Linked DNA regions of Macaca fascicularis: region 2 is linked to region 1. The links are chromatin contacts, called in public Hi-C maps. All regions are on one chromosome and are shown on one strand. Each heading gives the region's core, a stretch centred on a gene start, on an enhancer-like site or on the middle of the called end of the contact. The rest is flanking DNA. Distances are from core to core; before and after follow the strand shown. Region 1 holds the start of RNF7 (ring finger protein 7). Region 2 holds the start of ATP1B3 (ATPase Na+/K+ transporting subunit beta 3).

Evidence for each region. A called contact is a pair of places that touch in the nucleus more often than the background predicts.
Region 2: a Hi-C map of liver shows a contact between it and region 1, with 2.5 times the contacts expected there. The contact joins the promoter of ATP1B3 here to the promoter of RNF7 in region 1. A contact is called at or near these places in 2 of 2 Hi-C or Micro-C datasets (liver and skeletal muscle).

Annotation. Positions count from the first base shown.
Region 1 is chr2:44,566,694-44,570,430 of T2T-MFA8v1.1, forward strand. RNF7 (ring finger protein 7) reads left to right here and starts at 1,772. Exons shown (of 3, transcript XM_005545967.4): 1 at 1,772-1,962. The coding sequence starts at 1,795.
Region 2 is chr2:44,696,701-44,700,437 of T2T-MFA8v1.1, forward strand. ATP1B3 (ATPase Na+/K+ transporting subunit beta 3) reads left to right here and starts at 2,029. Exons shown (of 7, transcript XM_074031213.1): 1 at 2,029-2,296. LOC107128805 (a long non-coding RNA gene) reads right to left here and starts at 1,851. Exons shown (of 2, transcript XR_012430766.1): 1 at 1,031-1,851.

The DNA of each region.
Region 1 (3,737 bases), core at 522-3,021:
TCACCAACTGGGTGCGTTTTATCCTTCTCTTTGTTAGATACCTAGCATTTACAGCCATCTCTAGGCAGATGTGTGGTCGTTCAGTAAGAAGGGAACACATGTTTTGTGTGCTCACTCCAATGGGTGTCTGGCTTATAAAGTTGGTGTGGTCCAATTCCTGTCTGCCACCACCATTGTGCTCTGCTCTGCCCAACAGCTCAGAGAGGTTTGCTCTCTCCACTGGCCCTGAAGGCCCTGAAGGCCTCCCATGTTCCCCCAGTTCAAACTTCACCTCTCCCATGAGGCTTTCCCTCACTGCATCCTGCACCCTCACAGCCCTTAACACACCACTCAACAAATACACATTTCCATCTAACCGAATGTGACCCTGCGTCCATATTTATGTTTCTATAGATTAATGCATTCTTGTTTCCCCTGCCAGGTTCCATTGGCCTGGTTACCTTTTGCCCAGGTATCAGGAGATGAGGGGATGGCGAGAGGCTCAGAATCCAAACTTGACAGAGTAGGTGTCCACCACTAGGTGACGGTGGGATCAGGCATCTCCTTAGGCTGTCTGTGCTTCTGCTTTCTTTTCAGTGGAGATGCCTGCTTTCTTGGAAACACATGTGATGGTGGGCTAGCAGTAGAAGCACTACTGTAATAACAATGTGATCTTTGTCATTTCACTTCTTCGGACCTCATTAGTCCTACATATAAAAAGAGGAAGTTAAACTAGCTCAAATGTACTGAGCAGAAGGAATGGAGACTCTGCAGATGAGGAAGCAGGGCCTGAAAAATACGTGTGGGTTGTGTCGCCACACACCGGGACTCCTGGGATCCTGACCTCTTTTAGGGGTCAAAAGAGGGCAAACTAGTTGCCTAACAATATTTAGAGCTATTTCTCTCTTTTCACTCTCATTCTACGAGTGTACACGGGAGTTTCTAGAAATTACATGGTATGTGAAGTTATCCCTCTAATGATAACCTCTAATGAGGTTATTACTGTGATTTTTAATGAATACATTTAAAAATATGTTTTAATTTCTTAAAAAGAAACATTAATCTCTATGTACGTGTGTATACATATACAGGAAATGTATGAATATTCATTATACATGAATGTACATATATTCATTGTATATATGTATATATATTCATACATATGTGTGTGTGTATATATATATTTATACATTTCCTACATAAATAAAAGCTCTTTAAGGGACTAATAATTTTTAAGTGAAAAGGAGTCCTGAGACCAAAAAGTCTGAGAATCACTGAGCCAGATTTCTAGATCTTTAAGATCATTAATTCACTCAAGAAATAATTGTGCCTCTTGTGGCCAGGCATTTTGTAGATACCGAGGACAATGTGGTGATAAGAACATGTTCCCTGCTCTGATAGAGTTTTACACTTGGGAGGGAAGAGACAAACAAGTAAATTAACAAGATTATTTCTGAGAGCAGTAGTTTTAATGAAGCCATAAAGCAGGACACACATTCCAGCACAATCTGTGCGCCTGCTCAGACGTAACACCCCGCAGCGCCGCAGGCGGATTCGGCAGCGTAGCCCCGAGCAGCCCCAAGCCCGCTCGGTCGCCCCAGGAGGGCGGGGGCGGGGCCTGCCTGCCCCCTCGCCGCTGGCGTCCGGTGACGTCACTGGGCCGCGCCAGCCAATCGTGGGTGGCCGGGGTCTGGGCACCACGGTGGCCTGCGGCCTGCGGGCGGCGCTGTGGCCCGTCGGGCGGCCCGGCAGAGCCGCCCTAGCCTCCCGCCTACCCCAAGCCAACGTCTCCGCCGTCGGCTCCGCGGCGCCGCCATGGCCGACGTGGAAGACGGAGAGGAAACCTGCGCCCTGGCGTCTCACTCCGGGAGCTCAGGCTCCAAGTCGGGAGGCGACAAGATGTTCTCCCTCAAGAAGTGGAACGCGGTGGCCATGTGGAGCTGGGACGTTGAGTGCGATACGTGCGCCATCTGCAGGGTCCAGGTGATGGGTAAGCGCTGCACGCAAGGCCGGGGCCGCGCTGCGGCCTCCGGGAGCCGACTTCGGGATTGGGACGGGACGGGCGCCCGCCAGAAGCCTTGGAAAGTCCCCTGCCTTGGGGAGTGGGTGGAGGTCGCCCTGCCCGGGCGCCGGAGGAACGCGGAGCCACGATCCTGTTGCGGCTCCTGAGGGCTGAGGGGTTGTGCAACAGGCGCCCGGCGCCGGGTGGTTGGTGTTCTAGGGAGAGAAATGGGCAATAAACGGAGGTAAACAAGGTAATTTCAGGTAGTGATGGGTGTGACCAGGAAAATAAAACCGGGTGATTGTTGGGAACTAGCAGGAAACACTTCGGTTTGTGTGGCCAGCCCCTGTTCTAAAAGCTCATCGCAAGGTGGACAGAGTAAAGGCCGTGATTCAGCAGTGAACTTTAATAGTCTTGGTCACCATCAAAGTGATGCTCCGGAGTCATCTTCCACAAAACGACACCCTTAGTTCTCCTCGAGGTACACAGGGAAGTGTTCACAGCCATTGCATTTCCGGATTAGCTTACCGCCGCTCTTCGAATGGCTTTTAAATCTGGATTGATCTAAGACGGGTCAGATAGCACTAGCGTGGCTTGAAGGGGACAGTGTGGTTCAAGAATATCTAAGTTTCATGGAAGCCGAAGAATTGTAAGCCCTTTTTTCAGAAATGTAGAACTTCACCTCCATTACACCCCCCTCTCCATATCGGATGTCATTTCCTGGAGAAGATACTGCCCTGCTCTGAGTCATGCCTTTGTGGAGAACCCTCTTACAAATATGTCCTCTTTCTGTGATATTTGGAGTTAAAATATTAGACCAAGCAAAATGTTTCAGAACAGCTTAATCTTGTTATATTTTATATGGTTCTAAGATCTCAGACCACTTTGAAAAGCAAGTGCTGTTTAAATGCAAGTTGTATTTTCAGATAGGGCATTTAAAATTACTGTGAGAGCATCTTCAGTGGAGTTCTTTATTGAGGGTAGTTAAAGAAAACAGACATTTCTGTAGGTTGAAAACTGACTTGTCTTGAAAAATGAGAGAATTGGAGAACATAAAGAGAATTGCTGTCCTTGAGGGGGGATGAGACTTTAAACCTACCAGAATCAAGAGATTTCTCAATTTATGCTCTTTTGTCTTTTATTCTAAGGGCTTGTTTCAAAGAGGATTTACAACAATTGGATTCAGATATTTTTACCTTTTACTTTTGAAAGACCTTGTTATTAGACATGACCCACTTATTTTATATGGATCACTTGAGCCCAAGAGTTTGAGACCTGCCTAGGCAACATCGCAAGACCCTATCTCTACAATTAAAAATTAAAATAAAGTGACCAGGCATGGTGGCCTCCAGCTACTCAGGAGGCTGAGGTGGGAGGATCCCTTGAGCCCAGGAGGTCGAGGCTACAGTGAGCCTTTTTCCTGCCACTGCCACGATACTCTAGCTTGGGTGACAGAATGAGACCCTGTCTCAAAAACAAACAAACAAAACATATTAGGCTTTAAAAGTATCTAGTTTATTTGCCAGCAGTACAGCTGCCCCTACCCTCACTTAGGAATCATAGTTTCCAGTTTGGGAAGCATTTTTTAACTGATCCAAGAGACTTTTTTTTTTTTTTTTTGCAATACAAGTTTTGCTAAACATTTTATCTCCTAAATAAATTTCCTTTAGTTTAAAGGAAACTAAACTTTCACTTAGTTCCTTTTCAGTTTAAAAATAATGTTCCCAAAGGGTATTTTCAAAAGATTTCTCTCCCA
Region 2 (3,737 bases), core at 779-3,278, 130 kb after region 1:
CAAAGCACGCTTATTATTAGCACACACACATACATGCACACACATAATGTAAATGAAGTGGACAGGTTTTGTTTCATTCTAAATATCTTCCATTTTACCTGAATGTAAAAGCCTGTTATGAACTCTACCAGTATTTTAGGTCTCCTCTAACCTGTAGTTATATTTGTAATGAGTTGAAAATAGTTAACTACTGCCATGTTTTGTTTTTGTTTTTGTTTTTTGTTTTTTTTTTTTGAGGCGGAGTTTCACTCTATCGCCCATGCTGGAGTACAGTGGCGGAATCTCGGCTCACTGGCTCACTGCAAGCTCCGCCTCCCGGGTTCACGCCTTTCTCCTGCCTCAGCCTCCCGAGCCACCCGGACTATAGGCGCCAGCCACCACCCCCGGCTAATTTTTTTTGTATTTTTAGTAGAGAGGGGGTTTCACCGTGTTAGCCAGGATGGTCTCGATCTCCTGACCTCGTGATCCGCCTGCCTCGGCCTCCCAAAGTGCTGGGATTATAGGCGTGAGCCACCGCGCCCGGCAACTACTTCCATTCTTTAGTTCTTTCAATCTTGCCTATGATTTAAAGAAGTGCATTCCAGTCTGCTTGCATGGTGCTTTGCTATTTCTAATACTGATTTCATGCCAAACTCTCCAAAATGCTTCTACAAATCTTTTGGTGTCATTAGCTCAAAAGGTAAATGGATTTTGGTTATTTTCAATGTCATAATTATAAATTTAGCTTCTCAAGCGTGAAAAAAAGCACTTCATAGTAATGTATTTTACCACTTTTCCATTTGTGGGAGATATAATTCATTATTTCTTGCTTTGGTAAGAAAAATGAGGAAAAAGAAAAATTTATCCATTTGCAGGCTGTTTAAACTTCCAGAGAGATTATAATTCATCATTCCAAACAATAAGCTGGCTGTTACATTTCTCCATAATTTTTATTTGCTAATAAAACGGAGGCAGCGCTTTTTTTCTAAAGATAAAATAAAATAAAAATAAATAAAAACAACAACAGACCCCCCCCCGCCCCACCCCGTACCTTCTGTGCAAATTCCTATTAAGTCATTCATCCTGTCAGTGAGTCTGAGGGCCCCGTACTCGTCAGCTCCATCTTGCGGAGGAAAACGCTATCGGCACCCTCAGCTCCGCCCAAGGGCCGCGATCTCTACAGGGGAGATGAAAAGCCGGCGACGCTACACAGGCGTGGACCCTCCACGAGTGTCCATTTCCTGTGGGTTAAGAGTGGGAGCGTCTGGGCAAAAGCTGGGAGCTTTCAGTTGCCAGGGCCCTTGGGAAAGCACGTATTTAGATTTCATTGATAAATTCAAGTGAATCCGGAGAAAAATTATACTCCATTCACTGGCATATTTAGAACGGAATTCCCATTGACCCGAGGCTCCCGGTTGAATCCTTTAAAGGAGCCAAGCGAGGACGTTCTCGGAACAGCAGTGCACCGTGTACACGGTGGGAGCCCCGCGCGATCGCCCGCAGAGCGTCCTGTAGGAACGTCACAGAGCCCAGAGAGCGTCCTGTAGGAACGTCACAGAGCCCAGAGAACGCCTGGGGACGGTCGGGGAGGCAGTTCGGGGAGGGGACGGTTAAGTTCCCTCGAAGAGGACGCCGCGGGCCGACTGGAGTCTTTTTCGTGCTCTCCGCGCCCGCCCGCCGCGGGTAGCATCTTCTCAGCGCCCCGGCGCCCAGGAACGCCCAGGAAACCCAGTCCTCCTCCTAAGCAACCTGCGGCGCGGGGACGCCCGCCTTTGCTATTGTTCTAAAAGTGCGTGCGACTAAACCTTCAGATTTTTAGACGTACTTCTCGCTTCCTCTGACCCGGGCTGAGGGAGCCCCCGAGGCTACTGCGGGGCGGGGCCGGGGCCGGGGCCGGGGCGGGGTGGGGCGTCCTAGCCGCCTCAGGCAGCGCCCCGGCCGCGGGCGGGAGGCGGCAGCGGCGCGGGCCGAGCGGCGCGAGGATTGGCTGCGGCAGGCGGAGACGTCAGGCTCCCGCGGCCCAAGCGGCCGCCCGGCGCGGCGCGGCGCAGTCGGCTCGAGTACTCCCAGTAACGAGGAGGTGTTCTCGGCCGTCCCACCCTCCCCTGCTGTCTCCGGGTTGCGCCGCCGGAGCCGGGACGCGCCTCCGCTGCCCTCGCCGCCTCCATCCCCGCGGCCGCAGCTCCCCTCGCCGTCCGCGCGCGCACCATGACGAAGAACGAGAAGAAGTCCCTCAACCAGAGCCTGGCGGAGTGGAAGCTCTTCATCTACAACCCGACCACCGGAGAGTTCCTGGGGCGCACCGCCAAGAGCTGGGGTGAGCGGGCGGCAGCTGGGCGTCCGGGGCCGGCCTCGGTCCCGCGGGCGCCAGGCGCGGTCGGGTGGGAACGGAAAGGCGGGAGGCGGCTCCCCACGCCGGGGCCCCAGACCGCTCGACCCTAACCCGGGCGGCGGCGGCGCAGTGCGGCCCCATTCATTGCTCTCCGGGCCGGCCGGACTGGCCGTCGCTCGCTCCCGAAGCAGCGGGGCCCTCGGGCAGCCCGGCCTGGCCGCGCCGGTTCCTGCCTCCCTGCCGGGAGCAGGGCGCACGTGCTGCCCGGGCCTCCCGCCCGGCGCGGCGCCGGAAGCCGGGGACCCCTGCCCAGAGCCGGGCCCCGAGCGTGCGGGAGCCGAGCCTCCGGGCCTCCTTTGTACGGAGCGCTCCGACCCGAGAGGCCCTGGCGGAGGCGCCCGGCCCGCTGAGCGGTTCGGTGAAGCCAGACCCTGCCCCACTCCAGGGGAGAGGAAATTTCCACTCCCGCCGCTATCTTGTGACTCGTCCACGCTGCCACCCCGACCGGTCGGAAGAGTGCGACAGAGTGTTAAGTGTGGGTGTGGGTTCCTTAAACGTGTAGCGGTGAGTTAATCACAGAAGTACATTGTACGAGAAAATGCACTTGAATTTGGACAGTGAAAAGGTCCATAAAAAGGTTGTTTCCTCCCGGATTCCTTTTTAATTACAGAGATTTTCTTCCTTACAAATTTGCTCCTTTGAGGAATGTAAATCCTGTCTGAACAACACAGGTTTTTGTTTTTGTTTTTTTTTCCTGTGTCTTCAAAACAGGAGAGTGATGGTTGTATGTCAGCAGCTTTTTTCTATGCGTGAGCTCTTTGTTTTAAAGTATTTAAACCATCTACCATGTAGAGTTGCTTTAGGGTGCCTTTTTTTTTCCTAAAATTGTATCAATATCTGAATGCAGGCTAGAGCTTTTTTTTTTTTTTTTTTTTTTTTTGGCCTTTATACTTAAGTAAACTAATTTTACCTTTTTAAAATCTTTTTGAAACATCTTTTGTTAGTGTGTCTTGAAAGACCATTTCTTTCTGAGTGAGAATAAATCTGGAGAGCTTAGAACTGTTTGGGCACAGCATTTTTAGGATAAGCATGGAGAAATAAGCTGTGACTCAGAAAATAAACTGTTGCTGCGGACTGAAGTGGACTCCTTCAGGGTGAAAAGGCGACTTGAAGTCTTATCACAAACTGAAAGGGGCCTTGGAGGATTTTTAGCCCAACCCCCACGTTAGAGAGATGAGAAAAAGGAGACCTAGAGAGGTTGTGATTTTTGCCTTGTGTAAAATTACATATGCCACAAAGCCAAGAAAAGAACCCAGTTCTCCTTTAATCCTAGTCCAGCGGTTGTATTATTTTACAGATGCCTTGCCTAACTGCATGGTAATCACTCAAGATTTTTATTTAAATTGCTGTCTTCTTTTGGGAACCC